Regions from separate parts of the Mus musculus genome. Here region 2 is linked to region 1. Evidence: chromatin contacts called from public HiChIP or PLAC-seq data. All regions are on one chromosome and are shown on one strand. The core of a region is the stretch at or near the end of the contact, and the rest is flanking DNA. Distances in the headings are between cores, read along the strand shown. Region 1 overlaps Hrh2 (histamine receptor H2). Region 2 holds the start of Nop16 (NOP16 nucleolar protein).

Region 1 (5,557 bases), core at 1,469-3,968:
AAGGGTCTATGTATGGCTGTCCTACCTAGAGACACTTTTTATGTCATTATCATGTGTCTTAGCTCTTCCAGGCCCATCTGTGACAGCTGGTGGGGGTGGGCGAGTTAGGGGGAGACTTCCCACTAGAGGCTCTGTGACTCAGAGATGGCCCTGGATGCTTCTGTGAGATCTGCCCCTGGCACCAAGTCTTGGAGGAGGGCCTCCTGTGAGTCAATGTATAAGAAAAGGGAACAAGCTCTTTCTGAGCTTTTCTAGGCTCCCCAACTTCCCTTTTTGAGGTTTGGTTTCCTGATGTTTAACAGTGGGTGACTCTGACCACTTTTTAGGGTTCTCAGAGACCTAGGACAAGGAATTCATTCATTCATCAGCCTGCCAAGCACAGTGCTGGCTCTCAGGGACTCAGCAGAGGTTGACATGGGCAGGACCTGCCCTCTGGGAGATTATGATGTAGTGGGGCAAACATAACCCAAATTGAAGGTGGGATAGCATGTGGTAGCCTAGGAGGTGCACGAGGGGAGATTAGTACAATTGCAGGCTCCTGGTATTCAAAGACTGTGGCTGGGTAGGCTTTGACCTTCATTCCAAAAGTAACGAAAGGGTTGAACCACAATTGAGTCTAATTTTGAAAGAGCCGGGGTGACTTTAGAGAGAAGGAAGGCAGACTCAAGCTAGAGGCCACTCTGGCTCCTTGGCAAGAGGAGGGTTGGAAGGTGAAGATGGAGGTACCCAACTGGGACTCCAGTCCTCGAGGAACCTCGGTCTTTGCCAAGCCAAGGGCAGAAACAAAGGGGCTCTGCAGGAATGGGAACGTTCCCACTCAGAGGTACCAATAGGGTAGGTGCCCGAGCATCTTATCTCTGCAGAGATTATTGGAGCAAGTGAGTAAAGGAATAAGATCCCAAGGGCCCAGCCTTTCGGCTTGCTCTGCACTACAGATGGATCAAAGCCTTCCAATGCCTCTGCTTCCCCTTCTGGTATCTAAAGGACTGAGTCTGAGGTGTCTGTCAAAAGCAGAGCCATGTTCAAATCCAGGTGTTTGTTGGACAGAGGCCAGGCTTGGAAGACAGACAGGTGTGGACTGGACTCTTAGTTCTGTCATGTCTGAAAAGGTGGTGGCCCAATGCCAATTGGTTTGTCTCTGGGTAGCCTGCTGGTTCAGGGCTACCCTGTGAGAAGCTCTGCTGTTTGCCCAGGGCTATGTGTTGAGAGCACTGGTGTCTAACAAGGGTTTGGTAGACATTTGGTAAGAAGCTCACATCTAGTGATGGAATTGGGGTGGGATGGGTGAGGTGTCCCCCACAATGGGGCTGAGGAGGGGCAGACAGAGCCTCAAGCTAGAAAGATAGGGCTAGTTAGTTTTGTTAACTCTCCCGAGAACCCTACATTGTCTGGCTGTGCCCTGCCCCTCTCCACTCAGGGGAGTCTGGGTCGGCTGCCTTCAAGATTCTTGGTAGGGTTAAAGGCTTTGGGTAAGTTCTGCTCTTGCCTTCAGACAGAGCAGAGAAGACATGCTGTCAGTCAGCAGGGAAGCTGGGAGCTGACCTTACTGAGGGATGAGAAAGCTCACAGTGCCCAGGATGCTCAGAGAGAAAACCTGGCTGTTCTTAGTCTCCTGCAATTCTAAAGAAGTATGTGGGCTCTCTGATCCCTCTTCTCTGCTGAGCCCACCTGCTCACTGTTCTCAGAGGATCAAGACAGACCACAGTTGAGCTCTCCGGGATCCGAGCTCTGGGTCTACTCTGCAGCAAGCACCACCTCTTGGCTGACCATGGCTTTCCCCAGCCTGTACCAAGGGCGACCCTGAGGACTAGAAGAAAATGTGGACCTTCAGACTCACCAGGTACCAGTACCCAGAGACTCCTTAGTAATGGAGCCTCTGGGAATGTCCAACCATGCAGTACTTAGGGAAATTTACTGGACTCTTTGGGTCTAGGTTGCCTGTCTATGAAGTGGAGGTTAGGAGTTAGAGAGCTGCTTCTTGGAGAAAACAGATTCCCAACATCTGTGTCAGGTTCTCACACCTGTCTATCACTTTAGTTCTTGGGAATCTGATGCCCGCTCTTGGCCTCTGCAGATAGCAAATGGAAGGAGTCAGGTGGAACTTAGTCATCTCTGCCAAGTGTGTAATAGGCTGCTAAGAAACTTGAAGGAATGGTTGATACCAAGTAACACACAGGATGAACCAAACAGGACTTGTTTTCTTCTTCTCCTGTCTAGTCTGTAACCCTTGCGTCTTTATTCTTCCTCCACGGTGAACTCAATCAACTTTGTGAAAGAAGTGGGGTGATGTGATTGAGGGGAGTATTTTATCCGTCAGGATGGGACAAGGAAGCCTCCAGGTGCGGGACACCCTGTGTGGCCTTGGAGGACGGACTTGATAGTGAGGGATGGGGGTGGGGGTTGGGGAAGGTCCAGAGGCTAGAATGATACAATTTGTGACACTGTAGCAAGAGTTCAGGAACAATAAGGTTTTCTCCAGAGGGAAGGAGGAGAGGAGCAGGTGTGCAGCCTATAGGAGGACCTGCCTATGGAAGGGCGTGGCAATGGCAGTTCTAAGCGCAGCTGTTCCTCAGAACTCAGAGCCTACCATCAGGGCTTGCAAATGAATGGATAATGAAAGGAATGACTGGGTAGGCGCCATTGACTAGCACTGTAGGGGGCTAAGGCGTGGTTTATGGGAAGAGAAAGAGAAACCACCTTCATTGAGCAACTCCTCTGTTAGGCGCTTGACCCTCTTAATGCCTCAAGCAGGCGCTGGCTCTGCACACATCTAGCTTCCTCACTGCCTCCCGAGACAGGGCCTTGGGTCCTTGCAACACCCTGCAGTGACTTTGTCCTTCAGTGAGTTTATTGAAATCTCATCTTGATTCTGTTTCTCTTCCTAGCCTGGACACTTCCCATGCTCCCACTCTTACTGCACTCTTCTTACCCAGTGTTCTACAGGTTTTGTTTGTTTTGTTGTTGTTAAGTAGCCTACAAGATTTTGCTTTTCTCTCTTCCCCAACCCATGGATCAACGCAATTCCCTTCTTAAATATCTACAGGCTCACTTCGCTAGCTCACATCAAAGAGGTCACAATAGCCTTCTCTCCACAACCCAGATCTGCTAACCACGTCCTCCTTTCTGAAACCCAGCTATATGAAGTCCACTTGTCCCTAGTCCTTGTGTCTGTCCCTCCCTAAATTCTACACACAAGGCCCACATTTGCGGTTCTACTGAGGCCACACCTTCCAACCTCTGCCATTCTCATCCCCTACTGACTGGAACACTCCCCAAGGAAGAAGCGATTTGCATATGACTTTTGCATGCTCCGCCCCCCCCCCCCCCCACCAGGGTATAACTGATCACTCACAATTCCTGAGTTGCAGAGTTGGGCCTTACTTAGGCTACCTGATGGAAAGGCAGTTATGTTAGAAAGAAGGGCCTCAGAGCTCTGGAGTGAGTAACATTCTGTCAAGCTCCGTGGATCTTGGTAAGATCTCTGTTACCTTTAACGTGGCCTTTTAAAAAGGAAGGTAAATGGTCTACCTAAGAGGATGAGAGATGATTTCTGTAAAATGCTCACGAACCGGTCTCAGCATCATCTACACAGAGGGTGGGGTGTCTCCCAGCACTTCCAACCCACACCACTTACCTGACTGGGCTTCCCTGGGGGTGTGTGAGTTCTGTCCCACTCCACACCTGAAGCTTCAGGGGCTTCTCCTCCTGCCATCTACCTTCTCGGCTTTGGCTCCTGGACAGCAGAGAGTTGTTCAACCTCAGGGAAGTTTTGTGAGAGTTGTGGCTTGCAAGCTTGCAGTGGAAGAGCTGTTGGTACGCCATGCGGAAGTCTCTGTTGAGGGTGGCGTACAGGATGGGGTTCAGGGCTGAATTGGCATAACCCAACCATAGGACGATACCCTCGACCACCTCGTTCACAGCGTCATCCCCTCTCAGTCCACGGTAAACGAAGGCAGTGAAGTAAGGAAACCAGCAGACGATGAATGCTCCCATGACGGCAGCCAGGGTCACGGTGGCTTTGTGTTCTCTGATGGTGGCTGCCTTCCAGGAGCTGATGTGGTTGATCCTCTTGGCTTGCTCCCTGGCGATCTTAAAGATTCTGTAGTAGGTGACACACATGATGAGAAGAGGCAGGTAGAAGGTGACCATCCCATCCACCAGTCCATATACCTCGTTGACCTGCACTTTGCACTTGAAGGTGTCATTGCCCCCTCTGGTCCCATTTCTGCTGTTCCATCCTAGGTGAATAGAGAGGAAGGAGAGGGTGATGGAAATGACCCAAATAAAGACCAAAGAGATGGCAACGCGAACAGGGGTGACCAACACGGGGTACCGCAGTGGGTCCGTGACAGCGCAGTAGCGGTCCAAGCTGATCATGAAGAGGTTGAGGATGGAAGCTGTGCAGAGCATCACATCCAGGCTGGTGTAGATGTTGCAGAAGACCTGGCCAAAGCTCCACTTGAAGGACAACTGGTAAATGGCAGAGAAGGGCATCACCAGGAGGCCAAGAAGCAGGTCAGTGGCTGCCAGGGACACAATGAAGCAATTGGTCAGACTGCGGAGCCGACGATTCAAGCTGACAGCCAGGCAGACGACCACATTGCCAGCAACAGTGATGAAGATGAGGGTGGTGAGGACCACACTGATGGTGACTTTCAATGCAATAGAGTCCAAACAGCAGGAATGAACCGTGCCATTGGGCTCCATTCTGGGGCCCTGTGGCTTCTACACTCACTTCTTGGCCTTGGTGGCTTCTCTTCTAGCCCTAACCACTGGGCTCCCAACCAAGCCAAAGTTTGGGAGGGTGTAGTGACTGACCCAATGCTGTTCTAGCAATAGTTCAAGCTTTTTCTTGTGAAGTGCAGGACATAGGTAAGAATGAAGTAAGGCAGGGCCTTAAAAGCTCACACCCCAGTCCTCAGCAGGTCTTCCATGCCAGACTTCTCCCAGGTCTGTAGTATACACCTATCTTCTAGGTTCCTCATGGAGACTGAGGCACTGCTGGATGTATCTTGAGGTGGCTTAGGTTTTATATGTAAGAGATCACACACATAGGCTGTCATGTCCTTTTCCATGGCTGGTGCCTGTTTCCATCGATGGCTTAAGGTACAACACTACTGGCTACTCTTTCTGGGGTCATAGGAGCTGAAAATGTAAAGATCAAGTGTTTAGCACTTCAGAATTAGACCAATAACATGACTGTTCCAAGATGAGTCTTTCTAGACATCCATCACCTGATTAGAGGTCAGGAGGCAATGGGGACTCTTCTAGGTATCCTTCCTTAGGAAAGACCAAGATGATTAGGGCACATGTTAGATGGTGAAGGGTACCAGGATATAAGTCTATAATACTATGAGAAAAAAAAAGTGGAGGGGCAGGTCTAGGACAAGCCTGCTTTCCTTTGCTACTGGTGGCTGCCCGACCCCACTGGTAGACATTTGTCCTCAGTTGATTAAATGATGCATTGAATGAGTGGGTAAATAAATGCACTCAATTTACTCTTATTTAGTGTGTGAAACACTCTAAACCGGGGACTGACAGCCTTTTCAGAGAAAAA
Region 2 (4,870 bases), core at 1,182-3,681, 370 kb before region 1:
CTCTTCTGGCATGCGTGTGTACATGCAGAGAGAGAGAGGGGAGTGGGGAGAACTCCTAAATAAATTTTAAAACAATGGATACCAGTATTACTGGATTAAAGCCCACCTTAAAGACTGTATTTTAACTATTGATGGTCATGGCTGTAAAGTCCTATTGCCAAATAAGGCCTAAAAAATTAAGAGTTGGAGTTCGACTTTTAAATGTATTTTAGGGGGTGGGGGCATCATAACACTAGGTGGACATTACCTTTAAATACGGCACCATCTTCAGCTCCTTATGCCCTGTTCTTGCATCCTGAGGGCTTCACAATGCAGTGTTCCACACTGGCAATATGCCTTGTGGTTAAGATCATGATGGAGATACAAACACCTAGCTCTAGTCACGGACCTTCCACTCAGAGATTGAAAACATGTCAGGGCCCAAGAAATGTATCTTCACTTTCTTCCCTTTCCCCTTCAGGAGGTATTCAGAGAGGCAGGGTGACCCATGGGAGGATTCGGTTCCTCAAAGCAACACAGTGACTACAGATCACAAATGCCTTTGAGACGCCTGTGTCAAAAGCTGGAGTGGTAAAGAGATCAGCAGAGTGGAGGGTCGCAGAGGAGGCTGCACCGGAGTAAGAGAAGTAGTCAAAGAATGGTGGTGGTGTGTGTTTGAACATCCTGACTCACAACAGGACCACGACAGGCCTCATCTACAGGCTACAGAAACTTGGAAATTGCTGGCAAACTTTCCCGTATTACATCAAACAGCTCACTGAATTAGAATCCCAAGAATGAACATTTGGGAATCTCTACTTTTAACCAGTGCCCCAAGTAACTTGACAGTGCCGAGGAAAGTTTGGATAGCACTAGGCTCTATGTTCCTCTTTCACAACTGGAGAATAAACCTCCGGCCTCACAATCACTATGTACTGTACTGCTGAGCTGTACCCTCAGGCCATTTTAAATGATACAGAGTCTAAGTTACTCTACTGAGTGATCTTGCATTTTTTTTTTTTTCCGAGACAGGGTTTCGAGACAGGCTCTGTATAGCCCTGGCTGTCCTGGAACTCACTCTGTAGACTAGGCTGGCCTCAAACTCAGAAACCCACCTGCCTCTGCCTCCCAAGCGCTGGGATTAAAGGCATGTGCCACCACTGCCCGGTGATCTTGAACTCTTGAAGTCATGTGCAGTCAGGCAAGATTCTTTCTTCTCCCTCAACCTTCAGAACAGTTAAGGCAATAGGCATGCACTGTCAGACCTAGCTGATTTTTAAAGGCCAGTCCTACTGACAGCCTGTTCCCTCTTAAAAATTTAAAGGAAAAATCATGGTTTTGATCGTAGGAATGAGATTAAGAAATAGTTCATCACATACAAGTGTAATAAGCTTTTATTAAGTAATTAAGGGGACGCATCACAAATAGAAGCATGCAACCCAACTGAAATGAACCTGGGATTTTGGGAGCGGGAGGGGGCAGCGGTGGAAGCGCAAATCAGTTACAAAATCGGCCACTTCCTCACCCAAATGACAATAAGGTCCGGTCTGAAACGGAGGGAGCAAGTCTGACAGGGATGTCTGTTGTTCCTGGGTTTTGTAATGGTTTCCATGGCGCTTTAAGACCCGGCTATACTCAGGCTTGAGACTTCATAGCAGATGCCGCTAACCCCAACAAGATGGCTACGACCGTGAAACCCTGTGCAGCGATCCGGGTGCGCATCATGAGTTGGGATCGGTGGCTCTGGCCGCGGTGGAAGCAGTAAAGGCCATAGGTGAGGGCAGCCGCCGTCCCCAGACAGCCTGGGGAGAGGACAACACACGCGGGAGGCAACAGGTCGGGTCCTGCAGGTCCCTTAAGGATGTAGCCCGTCCCAGCTTTCCCAGAGCCACAACAGGAGGGCAGTTCTACAGTCTGCTTCATCTAGTCCCAAGCCCCGCAATGCATTCCGATTCGTTTCAGTCACCCCCCACCCCGCACCGTCATTTCGTCACACCTCTGGTCCGCTCCCCTTCCCAAACCCCAGGCTTACTTGATCCACCCCTATTTCCTTTCCCTACGAAACCGCTGTCCTCTCGGTCTTCCGTTCCTACAGCACACACTTACCTATAGGCACCATTGGGTTCTCACGGGTCTTGCGAATAAACTTTTCCTTAAAGCCCTCTGGGTTGGAGTAGACCGTGGGGCTGAAGCCCTCGATAACTGGGGGCTTGGACGGATCAAAAGGCGCCTCTGGACTCACAGGACCGGGAGCCGCCATACCCACCAGCACAGAAATAGGTAGGACACAAATCCGGACACCGGACCCCGCCTTCTGATGAGGTCACTACGGGGCGGGGAAATAGCTTGCTGAGTGTAGCACGCAGGCGCCATTGCCCGTTGCTTTCTGGGAGTTGTAGTAAGTGAATGTGGAGGCACTAACTACTAAAACTACATTTCCCAAGAATCCTTGCGCGCACGGGTGGACGGAGACTATTAACACGCGGCTCTGAGAGCGTGGTTCTTGAGTTTGAGCTGCTGTTTCAAGGGTTTGAGCTGCTGTTGGGGCAGTTAGCGAGATGCCCAAGGCTAAGGGAAAGACTCGGAGGCAGAAGTTCGGTTACAACGTCAACCGAAAGCGTCTGAACCGGAATGCTCGTCGGAAGGCAGCGCCACGGATTGAGTGGTGAGGGGCCAGTTTGGAGGCGGGGGCCTGGGCTGGGATCTAAGGTGAGGTGACAGAATCTCGATTTCTCTCTCTCTCTTTGATGTTAGTTCCCACATACGACATGCCTGGGACCACACCAAATCCGTGCGGCAGAACCTGGCGGAGATGGGGTTGGCCATGGACCCCAACAAGGCGGTTCCCCTCCGTAAGAAGAAGGTACTGATAACGCAAAGCACTTTCCCCATCTCCACACTAGCCGCTTCCTATTTTCCTTCCCACCTGACGTTCCTTCACTGAGCAGAGTTTCAGAATTTGTTCTCTCTCTCTCTCTCTCTCTCTCTCTCTCTCACACACACACACACACACTTACTTCCCATATTTGTGATAAAGTCATTTTGCTTGCACTAATTCTGGTCAAAGACCTTTAACGACCTCCTTTATTCACGCCCCCTCCTCTGCTTACCATTTCTTCTCAGGTCAGTGGAATTTTCTAGAATGTATCTTTTTCTGTCCCCCAGAGCTTGAGGGGTTTTTTTTGTTTTGTTGTTTTTTCGTTTTTCGAGACAGGGTTTTTCTGTATAGCCCTGGCTGTGCTGGAACTTACTTTGTAGACCAGGCTGGCCTCGAACTCAGAAATCTGCCTGCCTCTGCCTCCCAAGTGCTGGGATTAAAGGCGTGCACCAACACCCCCCGGCTTACCCCAAGAGTTTTTTTTTTTTTTTTTTTTTTTTTAGTAAAATTATAACTAAGCACTGGCAGGTAAGTCCTCCCCATGAAGAAGCTATCGGACATGGCTCCCTGTAACTTATAAAGCGCTCTTCATGCACATGGTTTTTGTGGTGCTACTACACAGCAGAGTAAGGAAAGCATAGATATAGGCAGAAAGATGAATTGCTTGTTAAAAATATTACTGTGGGTGTCATATGCAACTGTATGAACATATCATGTGTGGTGTGACATGTGAGTGTGAGCATTAACATACCATGTGTGGTGTGACATGTGAGTGTGAGCATGAGCATACTGTGTGTGGTATGACATGTGAGTGTGAGCATGAACATACCGTGTGTGGTGTGATCTGGTTCTAGTGACTTTGGGCAAGGATTTTCTGATACAAGACATAGTTGTGTTTCCATAGGGAATGTCCTTCCCTAACGTTGGTCAAACTCTGACCAAAGGTGCTTGTCTGTTGGTCTCAAACCTGTTCTTTACAGGTAAAGGCCATGGAGGTAGACACGGAGGAGCGACCCCGGGATCTTGTACGGAAGCCCTATGTGGTAAATGGTGAGTGTGGGCTGTGTTCTTCTACCGTCCTGTCCTCTCTCATGTAGAAAGGGCACTCTGACTCTTCACTCTACAGCCAGAGAGCCCAAGATTCAAAGAGAGAGAAACGAAGAAGTCCAGGGTTCACAAGTAGTACTGTGCCCTGGCTGAGTTGTTTTCCAGCTAATATTGATGAGATTTCAATGGATGAACTAAGGTAGTAGACGCTCATACAAGCTAGAACTGGGTGTCTGAAAGGACGAAGAAGAAGGTCTCAGGCTTGTGCCCAGTTTCTCATGACTCGAGAGCTTGGCCTGTCATTTAGTCTGTCCAGTGATACATTTACTCCCCATGTGTTCCTGCTGTAGAGAGAGGCACACACCCTGCAGGAAAGAGAATATTCTTTGTTTGTTTGTTTGTTTGTTTGTTTGTTTCAAGACAGGGTTTCTCTGTGTAGCCCTGGCTGTCCTGGAACTCACTCTGTAGACCAGGCTGTCCTCGAACAGAAATCCTCCTGCCTCTGTCTCCCAAGTGCTGGGATTAAAGGTTTGCGCCACCACACCGGGCTGAGAATATTCTTGAATCCTTGCCTAACCTTTTCCCTACCTGTTGTAGGTTTATTGTGTGTGTGTATTTTTTTTAATTAATTTATTTTTATTGTATGCATATGGAGTACACTGTAGCGTGTTCAGACACACCAGAAGGGGGCATCGGATCCCATTACAGAGGGTTGTGAGCCACCACCTGATTGCTGGGAATTGAACTCAGGCCCTCTGGAAGAGCAGTCAGTGCTCTTAACTGCTGAGCCATCTCTCTAGCCCCTTGTCATTTTTTATTTGTGTGTTGGAAATTGAACCCTGGGCCTCTTGAATGCTAAGTGTACACTCAGCCTTATAGCCATACCTCCATTCAGGTGATTTTATTTTTTCACATCTCCTGATTTGAATAGACAGATGCTTGACATGAAATTATTTTGAGTCTTCT

What was found. HiChIP or PLAC-seq counts read pairs in DNA pulled down with a chosen protein or histone mark.
Region 2: an H3K27ac HiChIP or PLAC-seq map of embryonic stem cells shows a contact between it and region 1, with 5 read pairs. The contact joins the promoter of Nop16 here to the enhancer-like site in region 1. A contact is called at or near these places in 2 of 39 promoter capture datasets (the C10 cell line and pre-B cells) and 5 of 115 datasets of contacts at active chromatin or transcription factors (bone marrow-derived macrophages, embryonic forebrain, embryonic stem cells and 2 more).

The regions. Positions count from the first base shown.
Region 1 is chr13:54,213,157-54,218,713 of GRCm38.p6, reverse strand. It overlaps Hrh2 (histamine receptor H2), which reads right to left. Exons shown (of 3, transcript NM_001010973.2): 2 at 3,635-5,145. The coding sequence starts at 4,707. Among named protein-coding and RNA genes, the nearest start is that of Gm16578, 7.1 kb to the left of the region's middle. Within about 2 kb of position 2,718, at least 31 of the 459 cell types and tissues checked have an H3K27ac peak or open chromatin away from gene starts, as enhancers often do. A contact at or near this core is called in embryonic stem cells, where this site is marked.
Region 2 is chr13:54,587,635-54,592,504 of GRCm38.p6, reverse strand. Nop16 (NOP16 nucleolar protein) reads left to right here and starts at 2,431. Exons shown (of 5, transcript NM_178605.4): 1 at 2,431-2,644; 2 at 2,734-2,842; 3 at 3,838-3,907. The coding sequence starts at 2,538. Higd2a (HIG1 domain family, member 2A) reads right to left here and starts at 2,274. Exons shown (of 2, transcript NM_025933.3): 1 at 2,086-2,274; 2 at 1,358-1,781. The coding sequence starts at 2,239. The coding sequence ends at 1,615. Cltb (clathrin, light polypeptide (Lcb)) reads left to right here. Exons shown (of 6, transcript NM_001347512.1): 6 at 1-119.